2 separate regions of the Rattus norvegicus genome follow, and region 2 is linked to region 1. A link is a contact called in public Hi-C data. All regions are on one chromosome and are shown on one strand. The core of a region is the stretch at or near the end of the contact, and the rest is flanking DNA. Distances in the headings are between cores, read along the strand shown.

Region 1 (4,769 bases), core at 2,193-4,692:
CATACTCTCACCCCATACACAAATGGACACATATACACTCACCCTACATGCAAATGCACACATATACATAGACACGCACCACACTCACACCACACACAAACGCACACACAGACACACACACACACACACACACACACACACACAATGGGATAAGAGAACAAAACCCTAATTTCAATGGCATCCCCCCTACCAGGGTTTTAATCCATCACTACCCCCAAATCAGGCTACTATAGAAGCAGCAATGTAAAGGCTAAATTATAAATTATTTATGACTTCCAATCATCATAGAAATATTTCCCAGACTTCAGCAGCCCAGAAGAAGAAAATATTTGCATAGAACATGTTCTCAAGTGGAGTTTTGAAATTCTTTTTTTGTTTGTTTGTTTTTCTTTTTCTATTTCTATTTTTTTCTTTAAATAAGTCTATATAGTCCTGGCTCTCCTGGAACTTGCTATATAGACCAGGCTGGTCTCCAGCTCGGTAATCCACCTGCCTCAGCTTCCCAAGTGCAGAGAGTAAAGGAGTGCACCGCCATGCCACCATCTGATTTTTAAAAACTTCTTGGCATAGCTATTTTCTTTAGAGTTAATACCCAGTCTGCCCAGCAGAGGGCACCCGGTCCACAGAACAGCGCTGTTATACCACAAAGTTGTGGGCACAAAGTGTGAATACAGATCCCTTGTTCCCGAACAAACAAAAATCCACATATTCCTTTGTTGTGCGCCTTTATTGCTAGCTAATGTCACATGTATCAGAACACACAGGGTTACTGGAAGGCTGCCCGCACTTTAGACCCTTGATGTGCAGGGTGAGGGGGGACCGTGGTTCTGGACATGATTGGTATACAGAATGCCAGGCCTGCCCTGCTGGCCTTCCCATCACCCCAGACACCCCCTTGGGCACACAACAGCAGCGGGTGACTTAGACTCAACCCTGGGGGTGGCCTGGCAGGATGCGGTTCCAAGCCCCTGTGCTCAGCCACCACCCTCCCATGGGACTTCACTCACAGGATACAAATGCAGCCATCAAGGTAGAGAGTTTCAAAATGGGCTAGAGAGATGGCTTAGCAGTTAGGAGCACTGACTGTTCTTCCAGAGGTCCTGAGTTCAAATCCCATCAACCACATGGTGGCTCACAACCATCTGTGATGAGATCTGACGCCCTCTTCTGGTGTGTCTGAAGACACGACAGCACACTTATATATTAATATGCTGGCCTTATAGCCCAAGTGGGACCCAGGGAGAACAGAGCGCTGTAAGCCTGCCCAGTGTCAGCCTCTCAGGGATCCTAAATCTGTAGTTGCTGACCCCTGCAAGCTTCGCGGTTATGGGGATGCTATGATGCTACCCATAGGCAAGGGCTGAGGATATCTCAAACAGGTCAGTTTGTAACTTCTACAAGGTACCGCCAGGTTCTTATCTCCACCAAAGAAAGAATTCAGAGGAGACAAAGGAAGGACCGTACTAGGCAAAGGAATGGGGTCCTCTCAGGAAAGGCTCACTGTGTGGGATGTTTGTATAGCTATGCTACAAGCAAACCTTACTGGAAGATAGGATTGATTACTCATGAGCGAAGAAGAGAGCAGGTCCTCACAGGACTAGCCTTGAAGCTTCGTTGCTGTGTGGAACTACACTCTAGTCAGTACAGCCTAATTATGTATGCCCCTTGCCCCTTGCTCCTTGCCCCAGTTTTCCCTCCATGTAAACTTAAAGTTCAAGTCAGAACCCAAAGATAGGCTCCAGGGTAGGGATATCCACTGAACTCTTTTGTATATTACTCCGCCCATTGTGGTTGCACTGAAGAACTCTGTTCTTCTTTGCTATTCCCCGTCCCTTTAATTGTCAGGCTGAGGTGCATGCCTAGCTAATGGGAGCTGGTGGAGCTGGTATGGAAAAGTTGTTCTCTTTATTTAGACGCACATCTGGGGCTGGAGAGATGGCTCAGCGGTTAAGAGCACCTGACTGCTCTTCCAGAGGTCCTGAGGTCCTGAGTTCAATTCCCAGCAACCACATGGTGGCTCACAACCATCTGTAAAGAGATCCGATGCCCTCTTCTGGTGTGTCTGAAGACAGCTACAGTGTACTTACATATAATAAATAAATAAATCTTTAGACGCACATCTGCTCTAGAGAACAGCGGCAGGCCGTTCCTGTGGGTCTCTGCATCCCTGAGTCGTCATACCTCGGGACATCTTGAAGAAAACCATGCTTGGTTTCCTGCGGGCTTTCAGTGAACGCCCAATGGCGGTGCCTTCGACTCTAGGAAGACTCACAAGCGAACTGGATCAACGGACGGACGTCTATCCACACAGTTCCGAGAAACAGCAGCTGTTTGGTTAAGAGAAGTCATACAATGGAAACCAGCAGTGCGATCTCACGGCTCTATGCAGGGTAGGCAGCAAAAGGATGCTTCAGTCCTGGAGTGAGGGGACGCTTGCAAACTAGGAGTAGTTATGGCCTCAAATTTGGGAAACCTTAAATCTTTTGTTGTTGTTTTCCTTGGTAATTGCTTCTTTGTTTGGGTGTTTTGTTTTTGTTTTGTTTTGTTTTGAGTCGAAACTAGTATCCAAGGAGGGATCTTTAGAGGAGGGTGTGGTGTGGCACCACTCCGGAGGCAGAGGCAGATGAACTTGAGTTCAAGGCCACCTTAGCCTATGTAACAAGCTCCAGATATATCAGAGCTACACAGGAAGACCCTGGCTCAAAAATAAAAACAAGCTAGCAAAGCGAGCCACGGCATCTTCACATACCATTTCCAGATTCCCCCAGCATCTAATCTGTGATATTTCTGCGCCACCAATAAAGAGCGAAGCGCTCTAGCAGCCCCAAGCATGGCGTCTTCGGTGCTGGCAAACGCCTTAAGCTTCCCTCTTCCCTCTCCCTTGTAAACCACAGATTACATTCCTAGTGACAGCCACCAAGGTCTGTTCCCGTATTTGGACACCTTCTTATGCCAGACTCATTCCTGAGGCTGACTATTAAGCTATCCAAGTATTAAAATCCGACAGTCAAAAGTTCCCATTAGCTACCCTAATTAGCACTCAGGACATACCGCGGTTCCTAGCCTAGCCCTCTAACTCTAACACAGTCCTCCCCCTCTTCCTTCTTAAAAATCATTCAAGGTCATTTGTTGCTGTTTTCTGCCTAAATCAGAAAACTGGCCACTTTACTTTTCTCCTCCCACCCCCACCCCGCTGAGAAAAGTTGTCTGGGTGTGGTTTGTGCTTAATCCGGGTGCAGGAGGGAGCACCCCGCTGTGTTTAAGTCCCTCCAAAGAGTGACTGGGTCACACTTGACTAGTGAAATAAAGCATCTTAAAGTCCCAGTTTGCGGTGGCAGGAGAAAAAAATCTGGAAAGACCAGAAGCCCAGATGCTTGCTCTCTCTGTGCTCACTCTCAGCCATCACTCCCGGCTGCAACCTGAACTGAGTCATTTTGCTGGGAGAAGGGCAGGGGAGACGGGGCAGAGGGGGCGGGACTTTCTACCCAGCACTTTGTAATTGGCTCTGCTTGTTTGCTGAGCTCAGTAGCCATTGAGGATCAGAATACCAGTATGTGGTGTGGTGTGTGGTGTGCTGTGGTGTGTGGTGTGGTGTTGTGTGGTGTGGTATGGTGTGCTGTGGTTGTTTTCCTTAATCAGTCCAAGCATATGCTGGGGCTCCAGCAGTTGCAACAGGAAAGTGAAAACAAACCGCGGCTGTGGGCGTGTACCTTGGAACAAATACCACAAATGACAGACTGGCGGTGGGTCTAAGTCCCTGATTACTAAGTTACCATTGATCTCACTACTGTAGGAGAGGAGACACATCTGCATTTCCGGGGGATCTCCCGCGTGGTGATCCGTCATGCTCTGTGGGAGACCACACTGCATACCTTCAATCGGTGTCTCCCTAATTAAACTCCAAACGGGGACTGCTTCTCTTCCTCTTGACACGAAAAGCTTAGATTTTTTTTTTTTTTTTTTTTTTTTGGTTCTTTTTTTCGGAGCTGGGGACCGAACCCAGGGCCTTGCGCTTCCTAGGCAAGCGCTCTACCACTGAGCTAAATCCCCAACCCCGAAAAGCTTAGATTTTATCGCCCAGTCTCTCCACTCCTGTTTCATCAGAGTGACTTTTTAAAAAATGTCCTAACCCTAAGTGCCCAAGTAAACTGGATAACAAAGATAAGGTTTAGATAAAGATCGAGTTTCCTAGTTGACGGTAGCTGTCACCGTGTGTAGCGGCTCTTTCCCTTGAATGGCAGCCACCAGTTTGTCACATCTCAATCTTTAAGATGAAAAGATTCTACCTGACCTGTAAGAAACTTAGAGAGAAATTACAGTAATTAATCTAACACTTTGGGGCAGGGCATAAGAATTAGGAAATATGGCTTGGCTAGCTGAGGTAGCATGTTAATAATATCACTGTTTACAAAGAATAAACCGATGATGATGATGATAATGATGACGATGATGATGATGATGGTGGTGATGATGATGATGGTGATGATGGTGGTGGTAATGATGATGGTGGTGGTGGCGGTGGTGATGATGGTGGTAATGATGATGGTGGTGGTGATGATGGTGGCAGTAATGATGATGGTGATGATGGTGGTGGTGATGATGATGGTGGTGGTGGCGGTGGTGATGATGGTGGTAATGATGATGGTGGTGGTGATGATGGTGGCAGTAATGATGATGGTGATGATGGTGGTGGTGATGGTGATGATGGTGGTGGTGATGATGATGGTGTGGTGGTGGTGATGATGGTGGTGGTGATGGTGATGATGATG
Region 2 (5,294 bases), core at 1,136-3,635, 69 kb after region 1:
AACCACGCCCCACTGGCTCCTAAGCCGAACCTGCAAACAGCAGTGTTACCCTTTCAGGTTGATTTATTTTGTTTCCAGACTTTTCCTGTGCAGGTGTGTGTCTGTGCCTGTGGATCCTCAATCACCACCCAATTTGGTTTTTAAAAAATGGGTCTTTCTCTGGTCTGGGGCTCTCCCAGGACCCAGGCCTGGCTGGCCAGTGAGTCAAGGGATCCTCCTGTTTTCTGCCTCCTCGGAACTGGGATTCCGACTCACCAACACGGCTGGCTTTTTAGATGGTGTCTGAGGGACCGACAGTGTCAGGGCTTCCCGTTGTCAACACAAGCGCTTTACCTAGCTGTACCCCCAGCCCCTTTATCAGATTTCTGTTTTCATATGTGATGATGCAGGCGCCATGACTTTTCTATAATCTGAGAAAACCCACTTAGGGTTATAAAACACTGCCAGGTGCAAGGCCCTGTATTTGATGCCAACACTGCAAAGCAGATGGGCAAACTCCCATCCACACCAGCGGCCCTCACCTGGACAGCCGCAGTGACTGCCCCTGAGACGTCAGGGTGATCTTACACAGGAGGGGCCACAGACAGCTGCTTGGGTGAGCAGAAACCTACTTGAGTTACTACTTTGAGGGGCTCAACTGCTGGCCCAGTAAGTGTGGCTGTCTCGTGTTCTCAAGTCTGTGTCATGGGAGTGGAGCGTGTTTCCAGGATGACCACACAACACCCAAATCAAAACGCACAGCATCAACAGTGTCTTCTTGTTCTCTCCATCACGATAGCTCACTGGCTTTTACCTGTGGTCAAAGTCCACACACACTAGGGTCTGGTCTTGAACCCAGCCAGAGGGTTTTACTGCAGGACGCTGCAGCAGTCACTTCAGTTTACTGTCAGCTACTGCCTTTGACCCTGCCTAACTGGTCAATTAGCCATCGCAGGCATTACGTCTCGAGGAAAAACAAAGTGTGTGAGAGTTAGGTAGTACCTAATACCCAGCTTCAGACATCTACCACCTGGTCCTGGAATGAGGCGTGGACCAAGGGGCTGAGAACAAGGGAGGGTTGCCTTGTGGTCAGCATTCTAAAGAGATGCCGGTATATTAGAACCCAGAGTGGGGGTGGGGGTGGGCAGGAAATGGGGAAGGAGGGAGAATTCCTCTGGTTTTATCCACAATGGGGTCTTTAGAAACTAACCCAGGGGAGTGGTGGGGGGTGGGGATTTAGCTCAGTGGTAGAGTGCTTGCCTAGCAAGCGCAAGGTCCTGGGTTTGGTCCCCAGCTCCGAAAAAAAGAAAAAGAAAAAAAAAAAAAAAAAAAAAAGAAACTAACCCGGGGCTGGCAAGATGGCTCCCCTGATAAAGGTGCTTGCCACGAAGACCAACAACCTGAGTTCAATGGTAGGAGAGAACTGACTCCTACAAGCTGTCCTGTGACAGGTTTGTGTGTGTGTGTGTGTGTGGTATGTGTGCACACCCACCCACCACACACACATACTAAACAGTAATTAATTTTAAAAATGTTTGAGAACTTCGCACAGTCTATTTTAATCAAATCCAACACCCCAAATTCCTCCCTAGTCCGGTCTCCATTGTAACCTCCCTACCCAACTTCTGACAGATTTTTGTTTCCAGACTCTTCGGGTCTTGGGAGTGGGGTGTGGTGGTCCGGGCAGGGATCCCACCTCTGAGATCCCAGCAGCTGTCAAGCGCTCGGAGCTGGTGAGATTTCGAGCGCACCCTACCTGCCTCGGCTCGGACTCTGGCTTGAGCTCACACAGGCCTGTGCTCGCTGCAGAGAACCTATGTGTAACTGCCTTTTTGTGTCTAGAAGAGCACTGTCTCCTTCAAGGACCCCAGTAAATGAACACGAAAAGGGGGAGATACCCCATCACCCAGGGGTCAGTGAGAAGGCAGCGAGCCTGTCTGTTTCCAGAGGCAGAAGGGACACACGGATGTGGCCACACTCCCATGTTAGAACCCACGTTCCTCCTGCTCCCCGCCACATCTTCCATGCCTCCCTCATCCTTAGTGTTAAGGATTTCCCTCAAATACTAATACTGTAATCAAACTGGGAGTGCCCCTCCCCCAGCCTCACTCCCCTAAGGGAGAGGGGTTGTGAGTTAATGAGCTTCCATGGGAATCCCTCGAGAGGGATGGATATTCCAGCCTCTTCCACCAGGTCCTTTAGGAGAATCCTTTTACACACAGGTTGTGAGCTGTGCTTGCCTGAGGCAGGCAGGCGGGCGGGCAGCAGGCGGGCAGGCAGGCAGGCGGGCGGGCAGGCAGGCGGGCATATGAAAGCATTTGTAACCAGTCTGTAATTGCACAACTCATGACTGCCGTCTGGACCAGGGCAGTGTGGCAGGACAGAGCCCTCTCCTGCCCTTAAGTCCTTGTTGACAGACAGAGTGGAATTAAGGACAGCCTGTCAGTGTCTGCTGGAGAACTGCTTGGTGTTGGGAGTACTGAGGGAGGAGGGCACGGAGCCCTTTTCCATCAGATCTGGGACCTTCCTGTAAAGGGCCTCCCACACTAAGACTGATAACTCAGAAGCAGAACAGGAGCAAGGAGACCAGTAACCCATGCTCCAGCACAGCAGAGGACCAAGAGGAAGAATCCTGGGCATATGCAAATTTCAAGGAACCCAAATAATTTCCAAACTGCAAGAAAAGACCACAGACTCCAGGTTAGGAACCAGTAGTTTGTGTCCCAGCTCTAGACTGTTCATTAGAAGCTTTCCTGGGACAGGAAGGCCACCACTTTAATATAAACCATGAAGAGACATGGCAGATGCCTGGGACCCTGGCACTTTGGAGGCTGGAGCAGGAAGACTAGGAGTTCAAGGACAGCCAAAAATGAAAACCAAGGGGTTGGAATGATGGCTCAGCAGTTCCGAGCATTGGCTGCTCTTAGAGAACCCAGGCTTGACCGCCAGCACCCACATGGTGGCTCACAACCATCTGTAACTCCAGTTCCAGGGTGGCTGAGGCCTCCTCCTGACTTCTGCAGACACCAGGCACACACATGGTCAGACACACATGCAGGCACTCATACACACAAACTCAGATTTCTTTAAAAATAGAAAACAAAATTCCTTTGTGTCACTTGACCACACACTAATGTCCTATGCACCGCAACAGATACTCAGCTGCATTCTGCATTCCACCCACTGAATGGCTGTAGCAGTCCAGACCACAAGGTGCCACCCAAAATATCTGCAGTGCTTTATCAAGTATTTCAAGTCCGAAACTCAGGTGATAAAGACGCTCTGAAGAAGCTAATAATCGAATACTTCAGATCTAGTAAAAAAAAAAATGATCCATTTACTAGTGTTCTGAAAACCTTAAGGTCTTTGTTTTTGACAGGGTCTCACTGTGTACTTCTGGCTGGTCTGGAACTCGCTATGTAGACTAAGCTGGCCTGAAAATCCCAAATATCTACCTGCCCTGCCTCTCCAGTGTGGAGACTGAAGTGTGCATTACCACACCCAGGAAAAACTTGAGTTTTTATAGACCAGTTCTATTAACAATATTTTAAGGACCATTATGTTGAAAATGTATTATAAAAAAGTAGTATGGAATTATCCATGGGTATATAATAGGAATATTCTAACTTAAAAACATTTCTGTACCTTGCTATGTAACTTAAAAGCAAGTGGCCTGCACTTTCCTTCCATAGAACACTGCTTGATAAGCTGAAGCGTGAGGTAAACCCACGAAGCACCACAGTCCAAGCTGCACACCCCGGCTGCTGCATCTAACTTCTCATGCAGAAAAGATCAAACTCTGCAAACGCCGACTTTTCAACTTGTGAGAACACTTGGCTAGAGCCCTTAAGGTGCAAGTAGCATCCTGCAGAGCAAAGCTAAGGCTGTGCCGGGTGCTGCCACCAAATCCAGTCACAGCCGTGACTCTGAAGGAGGCTCCTGGGAACGTTGTTGCATTTGTAGCATTTATAAGAAACACATTTTCAGAAGTCGGGCTTTTCTGTAACCTAAGAGCTTAGAAACCACCTCTAGGCTTTCACAGCCCCAAACCACGCCCCAAACACATCCACATGACCCAGCGATCCTCTCAGTACTTTAATGCTGTGAACATCAGACCTCGGCAGAGGCAACTACGAGAAGCACATCCGTGGTTCCTGCACGGCGCCCTGCGTCACAGCAAGCCCAGCTTATACTCCACCATCATGTGTGGCTCGCCCATCAGTTCACTTTGTGATGGATCTGGAAAGAAACAGAAACAGGCGCTGTCAGTGGGTGTTCAGGATCTGTGATCGTCTAAAGCAACCCGGTGTGACAGCAAGCGGGCTAGGGCTAGGGCTGGAGAGGGAACTGACAAAGGGGCCTAGGAAGGTGGGGTGAGCGGAAAACAGGTTTGTATCTTGCTTGAAGGGACCAGCTACACACACTTCACTTCCCACAACAGTTGGAGGAGCTCTGGAACCCGGCACCCATGCAGGCAAAACACCAATCCACATAAAAATAAATCTAAAAGAGAAAGAAAACCTCTCTCCCAAGGTTCTGAAGCTTGAAGCTTCCCATGGCTCCTCACCTGGCGGAGGACAATCTAAGCAATAAGAGCATTTTATCATTCCCGTTCTCTGTTCCATCACATACACACAAACAGAAATCAGAATCCCAAAGCGAGAACACCTCAAGTCCCACCACCTCGAGTTTGGACTGTGAAAACCTTGAAAAGCTGGACTGTGGTAACACACCGAAAGCCGCTGACAAGTCCTAGCAATGAAAGCTTCAGGGCCAAGTCTCGCCCTAGCAACACTGACCGAGCCTAATGGGTCAAACCAGTACAGTGCGCACAGATGAAGGACCAAGGAAATCCGGGAGCAAAGCGGGCTTGGGGAAGGGAAGAGCCAGTGTGAGGGGTGTGGTAGCTGTGACCACAGAGTACGCTCATTTGTTAACCTTCTTTCCACTCCATCTCTTCAAGTTCCGACTTTGTAAGAGCGGATCATCACTCTCACCGAAACAGGAAGCACGCAGCACGGTGGCAAGTTAGGAGGTGTGCAGTGAGCTCCCAGGACACAGGACAAGCCCTTCCTGCCCCTCAGCTCGCTCATTCTTGCTGTAAGGAAGGAGGCTAACATGTCCGATTGCTTGTAGGGCAACCCTCCTCGAGCCTTAGCCGTCAGACCCGAGTCTACTGTTTCCCTCAGACAGTCTTCCCTCTAACTTGAACTGACGAATCAGCTTGTGTCTCATACCGAGCAGGCACCTGCCCTCCTGACCCAGCCCGACGTTCATCCCCAGAACTTATGGCAGTCCATCTTTGCCATTTCAAG

The links. A called contact is a pair of places that touch in the nucleus more often than the background predicts.
Region 2: a contact with region 1 is called in a Hi-C map of liver, with 4 times the contacts expected there. The contact joins two enhancer-like sites. A contact is called at or near these places in 5 of 12 Hi-C or Micro-C datasets (Schwann cells, kidney, liver and 1 more).

What each region holds. Positions count from the first base shown.
Region 1 is chr12:12,123,834-12,128,602 of GRCr8, forward strand. No RefSeq gene overlaps it. Among named protein-coding and RNA genes, the nearest start is that of Mtus2, 12 kb to the left of the region's middle. Within about 2 kb of position 3,443, at least 15 of the 93 cell types and tissues checked have an H3K27ac peak or open chromatin away from gene starts, as enhancers often do. A contact at or near this core is called in liver, where this site is marked.
Region 2 is chr12:12,194,201-12,199,494 of GRCr8, forward strand. It overlaps Pomp (proteasome maturation protein), which reads right to left. Exons shown (of 6, transcript NM_001100942.1): 6 at 4,150-4,218. The coding sequence ends at 4,151. Among named protein-coding and RNA genes, the nearest start is that of Pomp, 14 kb to the right of the region's middle. Within about 2 kb of position 2,386, at least 1 of the 93 cell types and tissues checked has an H3K27ac peak or open chromatin away from gene starts, as enhancers often do. A contact at or near this core is called in liver, where this site is marked.